Regions from separate parts of the Mus musculus genome. Here region 1 is linked to region 2. The links are chromatin contacts, called in public promoter capture Hi-C maps. All regions are on one chromosome and are shown on one strand. Each heading gives the region's core, a stretch centred on a gene start, on an enhancer-like site or on the middle of the called end of the contact. The rest is flanking DNA. Distances are from core to core; before and after follow the strand shown.

Region 1 (4,359 bases), core at 1,422-3,921, 1.1 Mb before region 2:
CCCTGCCAATCTACCTCACTACCTCAGCCCAGCTCATCCTACTTTTGGGCCCCCGAGTTAGAGATTTTACTATATTGTAACTACCTCACTTTAGTTCACTACCAACCCCTCCTCTAAGGAACCTAAAGCAATCCCTCAGGAAGGCAAATCAAACCAGGTGGGCAGTGGTGGCACATACCATTAATCCCAGCACTCAGGAAGCACAAGCTGGCAGGGATCTCTGTGAGTTCAAGGCCACCCTGGTCTACAGATCGAGTCCCAGGACAGCCAAGCCTACAGGAAGAAACCCTTTCTTTAGAAATGAATTAAGATACATTGCTCTGATCCATAACCAAGATGATATGCTAATCTACAAACAGCAGGACGTGCTACTACCTGCAAGAGCCCTGAAGCTGAGAAGAGCGAGCCTGTACTCTAGCACTTGAGTCACAGAGCTGTTCAAGACAATTTAAAAACAAAACTTCAGTCCAACAGGGTAACAGGAGAAGCAAAGTCCAATGCCAAAAGCAACACTACATAAGACTTCCTATAGAATGTTCCCTGTGCTGTCCACTATGGCAGCCCTGGCGTGTGGCTAGGTGCATATGAGGAGCACAATTTGTACTCTGCTTCATTTTTATTAAAATGAATAAGAGGACAGCTCTGCACAGTGCGGGTTAGTGTGATAGATGCAGGCAAGCTGCAGCAAGGCCAGGCAGATGTGAACAGTCACACAAAGGAGGCCCAACTATATAACAAAATTTGTTTTTTATGTTGCCAAATGTTACAAACGTTTCTGCAAACGCTACAAATTCAGTCTTAATGTGAAATTTACCTATTTTAAAATGTTGCCAACCAAATTAATAAAAGTTGATCATCTTAACCAAACATTCCTGTATCTCATTGGTTAAGGATTGTTTTAGTCATTGATTCATTAATTCATTGATAAATCATTATAGGAATGAATGCTACAAGTCAGACGCCACTCTGTGTAGCAGATAAAAAGCAAAGACAAGACAAAAATGCCTGCCCAATCAGTAAAGCTAGTAAAGACAAACACACGAATAGATACAGATATAAGTCTTATAAAAAGCCTACGTGAAATTCAGGGGGCAGAACGGTGTTTATGAGGAATCCAGTATTTCCTCTTTCTGGGCAATTTAAGTGTTTACAGGGTATGTTACTTTGTGAATCCTAAGCCAAGCAAGCTCTTCTGTAATTTCCACTGGTTATCTGTGAGCTTTTCAATAAACTTCCTAATGTTGCTTCCAGCTTCCCAGTTCCAAAGGCACCTTCTCCAAGCCTCCTTCATCCACTGCTAAATGACAGAACATCTAGTGTATAGATATCCCCCCTCAGAAAATAAACTCTCTTCCAAATGTCATGCACCCTATTCGAACTGCTGGGATCTATCTGCTCATGAGAAAAGTGCTCATTTCAGAGCAGGTGCAAACATATTTAACGTAGTCTACCCATAGAAGGTAAAAACAAAAGCTCCAAACACTAGGTACATAATTAAAATCATTAGCATTTCTAACACTGGCAATCAAGTGCCATCCAGAATAGAAACCGTAGTTGTTAATCCGTAATCACTGATTAATCCTTCAAAAAAAAAATGTTTTTAATGGGGAAAGAAATCTGTTTATACATTTTCAAAGAGCCAGTCACTACACTACACAGCACCTAAGAAGAACTGGGACTGACGTGTGCTCTTCAAAGAACTGTGGCAGGCCAACAAACATAGCTGGCAGACTTGTAGGATTAGGAAATTAATGATGTGAGAAAATTACACAATTTGGATTGCTAGCCTCTAAGAACATTTCAAACCCTTAGTTCTTCAAGTGCCATCTCAGAATGAGCAAGTAGTGCGCACTCACTCGCACTCACTGCTGATGGCTAGGAGACAGTTTTAACAACTCTTACTGAAAACTACAATTTCTTCTCTAGTTTCTATGGAAACAGCTGTCAGATTGGCAAAAATAGGACATGCACTTTAAAATAATCATTCCAGCTAAGTACACATGATGGACAGCTTCTTAAAAAAAAAAAAAAAAAAAAAAAGTAAGTTATCAGGGTTGGCTCTTAAGCTTCCAAATGTCACACCGCACCCCTGCATCTTGGCTCGGGATGATGCCTATGAAGTTAAATCCTTTTAAGAGGGCTCCAAGACCTTGAGAGACGCTAGGAGGCGATGAACTCCTAAATTCCAAATGTGGGGTTTTCATCTGCTGGGACTAACATTTCTGGCGGAGGTTTGCCCCAGCACAGTTGCTCCCCGTCACACCGCGAGTGCTAAGTATTATAACAAGTGATCCTTGAATACAAGTTTTTGAGGAAACCAATGAGCTCCCTGGAACTGCTCCGACTGCGCTAATGCTGCGAGCTGGGGCAGGAGAGCATGTGTCGCTCTGCACAAGGACGAGCGGCGAGGCGGAGGGGAGACCCGCACAGGCCAGACCGGCAACGCCTGGAGGAAGCGCCGCTTAGGAGGAAGCCACCACCCGAGGCGGGAGGCAAACTTCCAGAAAGCTCCACCCACCGAGCCGTTCGCCTCGTCCGGCACGGCCTAGGCCCACCGCGGTCCCCGAATCCCCCGGGCCCCGCTCCCCTCTCCGCCCTCCCCGCCCCGCTCTGGAAGAACGCCGAGCCGTCACCGTGAGCGCGCACTGAAGCCACAGCCCGAGCGGAATCCAACAGCCGGCTCCGCGCAGGCGCACACCTTTCCCAAGCCCCGCCCCCTCACTTCCTGCCCTGGGGACCTCTCCGGCGCTTTTTGCTCCGCCCTTGTGAGAGCCAAGTCCGTTTCCCCAGTCCCAGTCCTGGCCGGCTGCGGCTGTACGGACTGTGGCGCCGTCTCGCCCCCGTGTGGTGGGAGGAGGATAGCCCAGATTTAAGCTACCTGCCAGGAACTCTACACCTCCTTGGTACTTGGCATGGCTGTGTTGGATCCATGCAAAACCGTGCCTGCTGTAGTTTCTACACCAGTTCTGCCAAAAGGAAAGCGATTCCAGGGGCTGCTGGAGAACTATGATGCCTTGACTTGAAGCTGCACTGATCATTCTGATCGTAGGTATAACATTAACTCCAGCATCCCGATTACTTACTAACAATCATCCCTCAGTCCTAGATAAAGGTGCATAAAAATAAGACTAAATATGAAAGACTGTTTCACCATGATCGCTCTAGGACACCAGACTTATAAGTGGTCAGCAGTATTCATGACAACAGCTCCTGGAGTGTCCTAAGACCAGATTTCATTGTGGGAATGTTTTACAAAGGAGTGTGAATACTGGCAGGCATGATTCTGTGGGAGCTGCAGCTACCCACCAGAGCCAAAAAAAAAAAAGATGCTTTGTGATTATATGAATTATTCTGGTTTTCTAATAGGCTACCTAAGACACACATTAAAGATAAAAATACTATTTATGTATTCAACTATTTATGTATTCAACAAATATTTATCTAATGTGTGACAGACACTTCATGGTGGTGATCAATATCATATGGTTACTGCAAGGAAGACATCATGAAGCAGGGATTGACAAAGGTGGACAGAGAGCATGACTACACTGAAGGTTTAGGCGTATTCAATCCATCACATCCGCTAGATGGGCTGTGGAAATATTTATAAGCAGTCATAGAGTGAACATGGTTCTACAACCCAATGGGAGCTGGGAACATAACTAGCAGAGTCACCAGTAAGGAAGAGATGAGTCAGACCTTGGGTACCATTGAGGAAAGGGGTAGATGGGTTAAGAGAAAATAGAAGTTGGGAGACAGAACCCTAGAGAACTTAAACATTTTAAAACTCAAACGAGGGCATGGTGGTTTATCTCTTCAGTTCTACCATTTAAGAGGCTGAAACCAGAAGATGACTTTGAATTCAAAACCAGGTTGGCAGATTCCATGGTCAATCCCAGGTCAGCATGGTCTACAGAGTAAGACTCTGTCTTAAAACCTAAAAAAACAAAAACAACAAAAAACAACAACAACAACACAACAAAAGTAAGAAGAGAATTAGATAGATAGAGAAAGCCAAAAGGAAGGGAAGGGGGTTGGGGTGAGTATTCAGTATGCTATAATTAATGGTAACTTACCAATACTTAACTTCATTTAAAGATAGTGATATTTTTCTGGGTATAGTGACACACCCTTCTAGTCCCAGCTCGTGGAAGACTGGGGCAGGAGAAGATCAATGATAACTGGCTGAGACATTTTATGAGCCATTTACATAGTGCCTGCCAGCCCCCTCATTTATATGTTAGACATGTAGACATGTTTTGTTTCTTACATGTAGTTCTTGGTCATGGATGAAAATGAGGTTCCAGTCTCTGACATTGGTCACTTCCTTTTTTTCAATATTTATTTCCTTACATAAGT
Region 2 (4,062 bases), core at 735-3,234:
ACCAAAGTAATATACAAGGTTTCTCTACTTCCTCCTTCCTGGGTTCGCCTACCACCATTTCTAGGTTCAGTTTCCAGATTTCCTAACATGCATTGGGGTTTCTTTGTGTGTCACCCACTAAAAGACAAGGGCACTGCCTGCCACACAAAGCTGCCAAAGAAACGTCGTCTTTATCAAAAGTGAACAAACCCAGAATAGAGCATAGTCAAAGGAGAAAATGAAAAAACGTCAGCCCCTCCCCCATTTATAAAGAGCGATTTATATTCCCAGTCACAGCCTCTGATTACAGTTGTAGATTCCAGCCGATTCTTTACAGCTAAGAAAATGTGTCTCTTAAGGCAGAGATCCAAATTTCTGAATCGTGACAGCAACAGCTGAACACTAAAGATAGACAGTCAAAACACCATTTTCTGTACATTTTCAGTTGTTAAAAAGCAGTTACAGTACATTATGTCTGAGATATATTGTTTTAACCCTGCAAGGCTCTGCTAAGAGAATATTTATGACAGAAAATACTTTCTTTATGCTTTCATTGGATAGATATTGCTCTAAAAATAGTCTTGGCTTTTCCTTTTTGGTGTGACATTTCCAAGTGGTGTGTTTGTGTCTGCCTGAGTGTGCACATACACGTATATGTGTGTGTGTGTTTAAGTATTTTATGTATATGTAATCATTAAGAGTAGGCTTTCATTTTAAATAAATGAGATCTCATTGTAAATACACAAGACCCATCACTCATCAAATGGCATTCCCAGCCCCTCCCTTGCCAGAACTTTCTTTAGATATTTCTAAGGTTCCTTTTCTTAGTTCCTTCACGAACCTGCTCAAATCTTATCCTCAGAGAGGCTGCATCAATCCCCTTACAAAGCAGCACCTTTGCCCTCCTTCCCACTCTCTTAGCTCTGTTCTAAGGTTTCTTACCGTTCCTGGAATTATCACTGCCTGACAACCCACTCGCATAAATATCCTGTAAGGACAGAAATCTTCACTGTTTTGCTTGCCACATTGACCCTCAGTCCCGTATCAGTGCTGAGCATATGGTAGGTACTCAATAAACGTCTGTTTAATAATGAAAATCACATAGTTAAACTGCAAAAGTATTCACTCTGGTCTCCCAGGAAGCACCATCTGCCCCATTGTCAGCCGCTTCTACCAAGTACTTAGGCAATTTTATTTTTATAACCATTGAGAAAAGATGCTGAAAGACATCATCAGAAGGACCAGCCACAGGCAGGAGCCTTGACTTAAATTCACAACTCCTTAAGGTCCTTGAACCATGATGGCCGAGGTTCCATTAAATCCCGACCCTCCATAAACAGAGATACTGCACACTTCGCTGTTCCTTAGTGCGAATGCTTCTTGTGAGATGGAAGACAGAGCGAACGTGAACTTATAACCTTCCCAGTAGAGTAGCTGCACCACCACCCAGCAGGCTTTGCTTTCAGATGGCACAATGGTAACACTGTGTGCTGAGCAGTGATTCACTGAGAAACCGGAGCCCTGCCAAAGGCAGGCAGGCAATCTGCACAGAAGCCTCCATACTGACATAGCTTTCTTTTGATTTCAAAATGAGAGCAAAAGTTTGGGGAAAGGTAAATGCCCAAGTGACACATACCCCTCAGGCAAAAGACTCACTACCTACGAATTTTTTATTATGGGTTTTTATACTGAAGTTCCCCCCAAAAGGGCTTCATTTCAGTAAATTAATCAAATTTTATTTGAATTTAATTTTTACCTATTGTACACAGATGATAAAGATAATAATACAGATGAAGATGATGAGAAAAACTATGGAAACAGTCCACACACAATTACATTATCAGATGGCAAAAAAATATGTAATAACAATGTTTAATGGAATTGTGAAAAATGCCTCCTAAAATCCCAGCTGGATAAAAAGGGAATGAGATGCCAAGGTGCAAGACCCGTACATCTGTATAGAAATCTAAGTGATTCGGTATTCAAAACACTGAGCCTGTTGTCAAGGAGACTATGGGAAGCACAGTAATTCTCTTCATAATTCTAAGCTATCATTTACACTGTCCAAAAACACAGCATTATAATTAAGAGCTCTTTTGCCATAGATAACATTATATTTTCTAAAGAGAAATCCTAATGTTTTTGTTAAGATTCCTAAGCAAGAAACCACAGCAGTCTATAAAGACTCTGCATGTAAAAACACTTCTGTGAAGGCAAACTAAACCCTGACAAACTGAAGCACAATCAAGAAAGAGCATGGCCTTAATGAATGATTTATCTAGAGTCTGTGCCTTGAAATCAGACCCAAGCCACCTTCCCCATCACCCTGGGCCCATAAGCTTTCTGTTTCTCAGTTTCTTGGCTATAGACATAAATGTTCGTATCAAGTACTCTACAGAGTAATTTATGTAAATGAACCAATTATAATTTAAATTTTAAATTGCACTTCATTTTCAGCTGCAATCTGGAACATATATTTGGGTAGTATACTGTTTGCAAGATCTACAGTGTTATAGATATAATCACATTCATTTTTAAGTATTATGCGTAAAGAAAGACATTTCGGCAACATGGCTGTATTTGGGTGTCTATTTGTCAACTTTCCCAAACTTAAATACTTTTTTTACCTCCAGGATTAAAGCTTTTTAGGAGAGGGATAAATACCTAAATTTCATGAAGATTTGAATATGAAAATAGTTATTCAGAGAGTGAGAACCACAATCTCCATTTTCCAATAGTAGAAAGGACAATATCTAATCTTTTTTATTAAAAGTAGAAAAAAGGACAAAGGGGGAATAAATATTTGCTGAGGGATTATTTTTATTAAAACTTTGAAGTATATTCTCAGGTTGTGGCGAAATAATTACAGCATACCAGTTTTCATATAGAGAAAATTTTACAGAGGAAGTTTGAGGACCATGAAATTTGGGATCAAATGCTTTAATGATGTCCCAACACCTTTCTATCATGATTTACATTGTTCGCATAATGACAGTGGTTCACCTAGAGTGACTCTATGGCTGGCACTTGGAGTTCAAGTTCCTTAGGAATTCTCAACCTGTCCTTAAAGTTTGATGCCTTGTGAATCAGGCGATGGAGAATGAGACCTAGAAATCTTTGTTCCTTATCATCTTTCATGTGATTCTGGTTGATGCAATATCTGTGAACCAGTGTGCCACACCATGCTTTTGGAGTTGATTTTATGAAGTTCCAGTGTTTATTGAAAGAAAGCGAAAACTATGCAATTACTAAAAGGAGACGATCAAGATTCCTAAACAGACTCACTGGACTAAGGGTAGCTTCAGTTACAGGGTGAACATGGACTTTTTCTGACAGAAAAATGAAGTTGCAAAAACATCTCTGACCAAGAAACTCACTCACAGCCAAGGAAATCCAACAGAAAACAAGGAGGAACTTCGCTTGATGAGTTGTGGGCTCATCCTTAGCTACCCTCCTCATGTAGTCCAAGACCACGGTCCTAGACAATGGTGCTGCCCACCATTGGCTGAGTCCTCGTACATTAATTATCAAGACAATCCCCCATAGACATGCCCACAGGCTAATTTGATCTAATCAATACATAAATGGTCCTTTACTTCTCAAGCTGTTCTGAAATGCAGATAATGGTTTGTGGGTTTGCAAAATAAATATTATGATCAATATCTGCAATGGAAAGGAATGGATGATAGCACCAAAGGAACATGGAATGGCCCACTATGGCCGTCTTATCATAGACATGTGTTCTATGCAAGGATCCAACTTAAAGTTGCAGCTCCTGTATTGAATGAGCTGTTGGAAATACCAGTAAGGCTTTAATATGGAATTGATTTCAAGCAACTTGAGATGAGCCTATGAACAGCCTCACATATTGTGATTGTGTATACCATAGTTGTTAGTGCAGGTTCTCCAGAGCATCTTAAAAATCCTCCCATTATGGACATTTCTGTGAATGTGCTCTCTAAAGGATTAGAATAGAGGATAATAATGATATAGAATTTCCAGTTGGGTGGTATCAATATCTCCTTCCTAGATATCTTCCTTCTCCAGTTGTTGCACTGTTTTGTATGTTTTGCATGGGATTGG

Evidence for each region. Promoter capture Hi-C pulls out the DNA fragments that hold promoters and counts their contacts.
Region 1: a promoter capture Hi-C map of hippocampal neurons shows a contact between it and region 2, with 2.6 times the contacts expected there. The contact joins the promoter of Oma1 here to the enhancer-like site in region 2. A contact is called at or near these places in 5 of 39 promoter capture datasets (embryonic stem cells, frontonasal cranial neural crest, hippocampal neurons and 2 more) and 2 of 115 datasets of contacts at active chromatin or transcription factors (large pre-B cells and stem cell-derived neural progenitor cells).

What each region holds. Positions count from the first base shown.
Region 1 is chr4:103,312,158-103,316,516 of GRCm38.p6, reverse strand. Oma1 (OMA1 zinc metallopeptidase) reads right to left here and starts at 2,671. Exons shown (of 9, transcript NM_025909.3): 1 at 2,634-2,671. Gm36523 (a long non-coding RNA gene) reads left to right here and starts at 2,795. Exons shown (of 6, transcript XR_867961.2): 1 at 2,795-3,045; 2 at 4,359.
Region 2 is chr4:102,237,208-102,241,269 of GRCm38.p6, reverse strand. It overlaps a transcript of Pde4b not described here. Among named protein-coding and RNA genes, the nearest start is that of Pde4b, 16 kb to the left of the region's middle. Within about 2 kb of position 1,984, at least 64 of the 459 cell types and tissues checked have an H3K27ac peak or open chromatin away from gene starts, as enhancers often do. A contact at or near this core is called in hippocampal neurons and stem cell-derived neural progenitor cells, where this site is marked.